2 separate regions of the Rattus norvegicus genome follow, and region 1 is linked to region 2. The links are chromatin contacts, called in public Hi-C maps. All regions are on one chromosome and are shown on one strand. The core of a region is the stretch at or near the end of the contact, and the rest is flanking DNA. Distances in the headings are between cores, read along the strand shown.

What was found. Hi-C and Micro-C count contacts between places; a contact is called where the count stands out from the background.
Region 1: a contact with region 2 is called in a Hi-C map of Schwann cells, with 6 times the contacts expected there. The contact joins the promoter of Atp5mc2 here to the promoter of Npff in region 2. A contact is called at or near these places in 10 of 12 Hi-C or Micro-C datasets (the A7r5 cell line, Schwann cells, frontal cortex and 5 more) and 1 of 1 datasets of contacts at active chromatin or transcription factors (oligodendrocytes).

The regions. Positions count from the first base shown.
Region 1 is chr7:135,676,586-135,679,899 of GRCr8, reverse strand. Atp5mc2 (ATP synthase membrane subunit c locus 2) reads left to right here and starts at 1,682. Exons shown (of 5, transcript NM_133556.2): 1 at 1,682-1,698. It overlaps LOC120093744 (a long non-coding RNA gene), which reads right to left and starts at 2,241. Exons shown (of 2, transcript XR_005487427.2): 1 at 2,104-2,241; 2 at 613-1,591.
Region 2 is chr7:135,532,318-135,535,594 of GRCr8, reverse strand. Npff (neuropeptide FF-amide peptide precursor) reads left to right here and starts at 1,756. Exons shown (of 3, transcript NM_022586.1): 1 at 1,756-1,870; 2 at 2,116-2,255; 3 at 2,358-2,545. The coding sequence starts at 1,769. The coding sequence ends at 2,460. It overlaps Tarbp2 (Tarbp2 subunit of RISC loading complex), which reads right to left. Exons shown (of 9, transcript NM_001034941.1): 9 at 2,769-3,197. The coding sequence ends at 3,040.

The sequences.
Region 1 (3,314 bases), core at 433-2,932, 140 kb before region 2:
ACCCGCCCTTGCCCGGGTCAACAACTGGCCCTGGAGGGAGATTTGGGGACCTCAGGAGAACCTGCGAGAATCCTAATCCGGCTGAAACCCAAGGTTTAGGAAAGGCGGGGAGTCCCCCCCACCCTCTTCTTCCATTTTCCCCCCCACACTTTCCCTCCCTTTCAGGAGCTCAGGGCCATAAAAATGCAGATGGAGGATCGGTGTGAAATAACGGGCCCATATAAATCCCTCTGCCGCCCGCCTGCAAGATGGATTGGCCGCATTGAAATTCCTCCGCGAGGATAATTAAACTCGGGGCCTCATCCGGGCAAAATTACATTCCTGTAATGGCGTCGCTCGGGGTCCCGGGAAATTGCTCCGTGGGCTTTCAGCGGCGGTTTTTATCGCCGGCCGGGGTGTGCCTGGCTGCGGCTCGCCTCTCCTCCGGGACCGTAAAGCTGCTGCCGTGATTTATCCTCCCCTTCTCCCAAATCCGATTAAATGGAGGAGCTCGGGGCCGGGGCGCCGCGGGGCCGGGGGCCGGGAGGGGGTGGCGGGAAGGACGGGGCCAAGGAGGGGAGGACAAACGGCCCCTCAGAGGGTGGCGGATTTGCCTTTATTTACAGCCCCGGCTTTCTTTTTATTTTTTTATGGGGGTTTGGTGAGCTCTTCCCGTCTTTCTCGCGCTGCGTCTAAGCACCCTAACCGGACAGCCGGGCTGCGGGGCTGGGTCTGCCTTGCAGCGGTCGTCTGGGCTCATCTGGTCCTGCGTGCACACAAAGGCCTGCTCCGGGACTCGTGCCCGGAAGCCCCCGCCCACCGCCACCGGGGGAGGGGCGGGCGAAAGGGCACTGAAGCAAAGCAGGGGCTTGGGGAGAGCCCCTCGCGGGCGGCTGCACATTCCAGCTTGCACCCCCCTTTCCCCAGCAAGTCTGACAGAGGTAAACTGGTCGCCTGGGGTGACCTTGCACCCCTACTACAGGCAATAAGTGTGGTTATTCCTAATTGATCCCAGGACTCACAAAAGGGAGATACAGGCCTTGTTTACCCTCAAGTTTCTGACTCGCAGATGTTGGGGTTTTTTTTTTGTTTGTTTGTTTGTTTTGTTTTGTTTTTTTTCATGCTCTGCTCATCAGCGAGATAGGGAAAACAAGAAATAAGTTAAAGCCGAAATAGCCGTGACATTTTGCTATTAGCCCATTGGGACAGTTCTCTTCTGTACCACCCAATGTTGCCAGGGTCCTTAGGGTGACAAGAAGCCAAAGTGGTCTGTGATTTTATTTCCCCATGCTACATTTTAAACACAGAACCCCAACCCTCACTGTATGGTATAAACAATTTCTGACGAGGCTGGGTTGTTTTTTTTTTTTTTTCCTTTGCGCATGCTCGGGAAGTGGACTCGAGTCCAAGACTCCAAATGCCAAACAGTCCACACTTCCCACCACGTTGCGGGTCGGCCTTCTGTGCAGAGTTGGCGGCTCTTCCGCACACGGTGGGCTCCTTTTGTAGCTTCTCCTGTTGGACACCAGATGGCGTACTTGTTTCCCGAGACACCACCAACCTGGCAGGGGGAGCTGTAGCGCCCGGGCCGATCCTTTAGCTTGCGTTCACTCTATCCGCGGGAAAGCGACTCGTTGGCTCTAGTCGCGCATGCGCAGAGCCTTCTCCTGGGCTTCCCGTGCCCCCACCCCCTCTCTGTCTTCTCTACCCTGGGAGCAGGTAAGGCCTTGAGGCCTCGCGTCCTCTTCGTGCCGCGCAGGCGCGCGCAGCAGTACCCCTTGCGAGGACGCGTGGCCGCCCTGACCTTGCTAGCTCCCACCCGGGGCCTCGCACCCTCGCGGCTGCTGGCATCCCCGCGCGGAGAGCTGCCCCTTCCTCGTGTCTATGACCTCTAACCGCGCGGGCCTGGCGCCATCTTGGGTGTCTCACGGGGGTTGGGGGTTCTGCGGCCGGCGAAAGCCAAATGCTGGCATGCGTGTTCTCTCGGGACGCGAACCAAGGCTTTAAGGATAATGCTGTTTGCTCACCCTCACGCCTTTCACCATTGTTATAACCCCAGATTACCCCCTCCTGTCTTTGTTTCCTCCTGTCAGCCTGAATCAAAGTAGACTTTAGTTTTTGTACCTTGCAGACTTTGAACCGCAGGGCCTCTGGCGCTCAGAGCAGTCAAGCCACCATCTCCCCTAGTCAGCATCCTGCAGTTCGAAATAAACTGAATGTGGCGTAGGGTAACAGAACAGGCTAGCTGCCTGTGCACCGGTGGCTTGAAACCAGGGCAGAAGTGGGACCTGTTGCTTTAGAAACTGTGGTTGTAGTGAGTGCCTGCCTTTAATGAAAGCCCTGACATGCTAATGAAGTTGGAAATAAAATCTTAAATGGCGGGCTAGAAATGGAGGGTTCTGATAGGCAGCAAGCCCGGAGGGTGGGAGCAGTTCAAGTTTTAAAATGTATACCTGCCAGCCAGAGGGAAGGTTTAAGGAACGGAATAAAATGGAGAGATGACCACTTAGGAATTAAAAGATATAACCTTAAAACTTGTTTTTGGAAAAACGTCTATTTTGGCCCCTTGAAGGCCAACTCTATAAATAACCCTTGTTTACCCCAAACTTGTGATCCTTCTGCATCAGCCTCCCGAGTGCTAGGACTACATGCATGTACCACCATGCCTAACTTCAGACCTCCCTCTAATCATGTGTCTGAAAGCATGCATGCGTGGGTGCTGAGAAGTTAATGTGGAGGGGCATTTCCACTTCACCTTCACTTTTTGAGATGGGATGCCTTACTGACCTGAAGTTCATCCACTCAGAATGAAAGCCAGTCAGCTTCAGGTAACCACCTGTTTCCATAGGTACCCAGCACTAGGGGTGTGGCAGGCACAATTGAACCTGAGTAGCTGGGCAGCAAATTTGGGTTTAGGTTTCGCAAAGACAAAAGGCAGGATTTTGTTGGTAACAGGGTCATACTGTGTGGCCTGGAATTCTGCCTTCCAAGTGCTGGGATTATAGCATATCCAGCAAAAAGTAAAGTTTTAGACAGAATGAGGCCTGAAGACAAACATTGGTATAAAAGTAAAAATTCGGGACTTACAAGTAGCGGATCTACCCGTGGGCGGGTTGAGCCCAGTGTATGTAAGGGAAGTGTTTAACAGGCCTACACTTTGAGTGTCTTAGTTTGTGGAATATTCAAACTTCAGAGAGAAAAAGTGGGGTGGGGGTGTGTGGCTTGGTGGTAGAACAGGTTACCTAGTGCACACTAAGGTCCTAGGTTCTACCTCCAGTGTTCCCTCCCTCTGAGGGAGATTACAGAGTTACAATCCTTTCTCTCCCACTGACAAC
Region 2 (3,277 bases), core at 507-3,006:
TATGACACACACCTTTAATCCCAGCACCTGGGAGGCTGAGGCATCCTGCTCTACAAAGTAAATTCTAGGCCAGCCAAGGCTAAATAGTGACACCTGATACACACACACACACACACACACACACACACACACACACACACACACAGAGTGGAGACGCAGATAGGGAGAGAAGCCAAGAAGACCCACAACAAAAAGCAGCAGTGAACCATTGTAACTATAATGCATGATAGCAAGTTCTATGGGAAATCATGAGACAAAGCTTACATACAGGTCCACCCAAGCCTGGATGTATTATTGTATTCTAGAACATCGGATAGAAACCTGATCTAGGTTTCCCTATGCAGTATAGCACCTGACTAGCATACATAAGGCTCCTCATTTTGATTTAATCCCCAAGAAAGAGATTTTAAAATGCCACTTATCCACAAACCTAAAATATAAGTTGGTTCCAATCAAGTACTTCCTTGTTGAGCAAAGATGTGGTCTCCAAGCGTGAGGGGTTTTTACTTATGGACTGAGAGATGTTCTAAGACTTCATTGAACAAGCTAAGACCTCTGGTACAGGCCACCAAGAAGCTCAAGCCCACTCAGCACTGTCTCTGGAAATGGTAAGTTCCCCAGGACTGGAGTGGGAGGAAGACAAAAGGAATCACAGTTGACATTTCAAAAACACCAGGTCTGTGCTTTTTTACAAAATGCATCCCAAATGCTTCTCCTAGCAAGTAAATCATTTTACTGTTCCCATATGTGAGGAAAAGTATGAGTAGCTTGCTTTGCTCATGGGCTAGAACCCTGACATGGTCCTTCTGTTTAGGCTAGAGACATGGTACACTGGCACCTGCATTTGCAAGTGAGGTTGGGACTAGCTCCTGTGAAGGACCCTTCCCTGACCTAGAGTGGTTCATTCCCTAAAGCAGGAACCTAGTCACCAGCTCCAGTAGTATACTAGAACCAGAACCAGGCAGAGGCCGTGCTGACCTGAGGGAACTGAAACAATGTATCAATTCCTGCCTGGAAAGACCCCTGCCCTGAAGTCCTCCTAGGCAAGATCCTTGGAAAAAGAAATGGCCAGATGTGGCAGTGAAGAGTAGTGGCCACAAGGTGGCAGCAGAGTTTCAGCTATGGAGGCCCATTCCACAGCTAAGGTGGGCCTAGCCACAAAATGTGCAAGCCACCTCTACTCAGTAAGGTTCTAACAAGGGTCTCCTAGCTCTCACTTAACTATCCACGGGCAAATCTTAAAAGTGGTGAACCCACATTTAACCTCACTAGAAGCAATGGGAATTGAAATGTCTGTGGTCCTGACTACCTGTTCCTGGCAGGACTAGGGACCAAGCTGGGTCATACTAGCCTGCTCTCAACCCTAGTTCCTTCCCATCCAGGACATAATGCTCAATCCTGACAGGAGTTTCTTCAGTCAGGAACAAGAGGTGATCAATTGAAGCTTCTCCAACCTGTTGAAGGATTGGAGGTTCTTGTAAGGCTCCTCCAGGGCCTAGCTCTGACAAACTGCAATTAATAATGCTTCCTGAGCTCTGGAGACAAGATTTATGCATCTAATAAAGTCTATAACTCCAGGCTCATGCTGGGGGTAGAGAACTGAGAGCAGAAAGTCTCCAGGGCGGTATGGGAGGGGGTCCCAGGTGGCTCTTAATAGAGCCATGCATTTCCATTGCCTGTCTAGATTTCCCCCAGGCTGCTGATGAGGTGGGGGTAGGGGACATCAGGTATAAGAAGCCCGTGTGCCACGGAGGAGGCAGATGGCAGCATGGATTCCAAGTGGGCTGCTGTGCTGCTGCTACTGCTGCTGCTGAGGAACTGGGGCCACGCTGAAGAGGCAGGGAGCTGGGGTGAAGACCAAGTCTTTGCAGTGAGTGAGCGTCCTGCTGCCCCCCACCCACCCACCCACCCACCCACCCACCTCCCCTCCCCAGCTGGAACTTTTAATACAGGGTTGATGTTCCCCAGGCTGCTAAGGTCTTCAAGAAGCCTGGCTTCTAACAGGGAAATGGCTTCTCAGCCCATGCAAGTTTCCCCCAGAAACCATTCTTTCCTTCCATGTCTTCAGTGTGCGAGACATTGCCATGTTCCTGCCCTGCTACTCTCTCATCACAGGAAGAAGATAAGGGACCCCACCCATCACAGTATGCCCACACTCCAGACAGGATCCAGACTCCTGGGTCCCTCATGCGTGTTCTGCTCCAGGCCATGGAGAGACCTAGAAGGAACCCAGCCTTCTTGTTTCAGCCCCAGAGGTGAGTTCCAAAAGGCAGAGGCTGGGAAGGGAGGAGGGCAGAGGAAGATGTGAGGGAAGGTGAGATACAGGGAGTGCCGACTAAAGATGAATCTCTCCTAAGGTTTGGCAGAAATGCTTGGGGGCCCTGGAGCAAGGAGCAGCTAAGTCCCCAGGCTAGAGAGTTCTGGAGCCTGGCCGCTCCTCAGCGCTTTGGGAAGAAGTAACATCATCTGCTGTGATATGTCTGCATGCAAAATCACTTCCCCACATTCCATGTGTGCCCCCAAATAAAGTGGTCTGGCTTCTGCATCTGTGTTTGGACAAGACTCTCAGGGAACGGGTGGGAGCCCAAGAGCAATAGTTATAGCCTCCTTTACCTCCACTCAATCAGTCTCCAGCCATTCTGCTGGAGGGTCCCCAAGGCTACTGCACCTTGCCTCCTGCCTGTAGCAAAAAGAATGGGGTTCAGAAGGAGAACAAACACTGTGTATTCCTTTGACACCCTCATGACCCAGGGCCAGAGAACACAGGGTTTAAGAAGCCAAAGAGCAGCATTTATTCTGGATTCCAATAGAATTCCAATTTCCTTTCATTCATCATCCATGGAATGAGGGCAAACCCTGCGCTGGCTGGGGCCCTGTGGTTCATGGCTCCTTGCTTGCCTTTGCCTTCCTCAGTCTCAAGGCAGGCAAGCTGTGTCAGAGGTAGAGATGGCACCTCTGGAGGGCACCAGAGCTAGGCAGACGCATAGACCCAGGGCAGAAGGAGCAAGAAGTAACAGATATCCATCACTGTAGTGGGTGCTATTTGCTACCGGCCATGATCCTGAGGTACTGTAGTGCGCGGCGAGCAGCATCACCTCGGGCTGCCTCCCTGGTAGTGGCAGAACCATAACACACAGTGGCTGGCTGCGTGGACAGCTCCACTAGACACTGGCAGAGCCCACTCAGGCTCAGTTCCTCTGGAAGCCAAAAAAGAGGGAGGCACTGGTGGGGAGGGGCACCAAGCAGTGTACATCACCCATCTCCCAACTCCTTTATA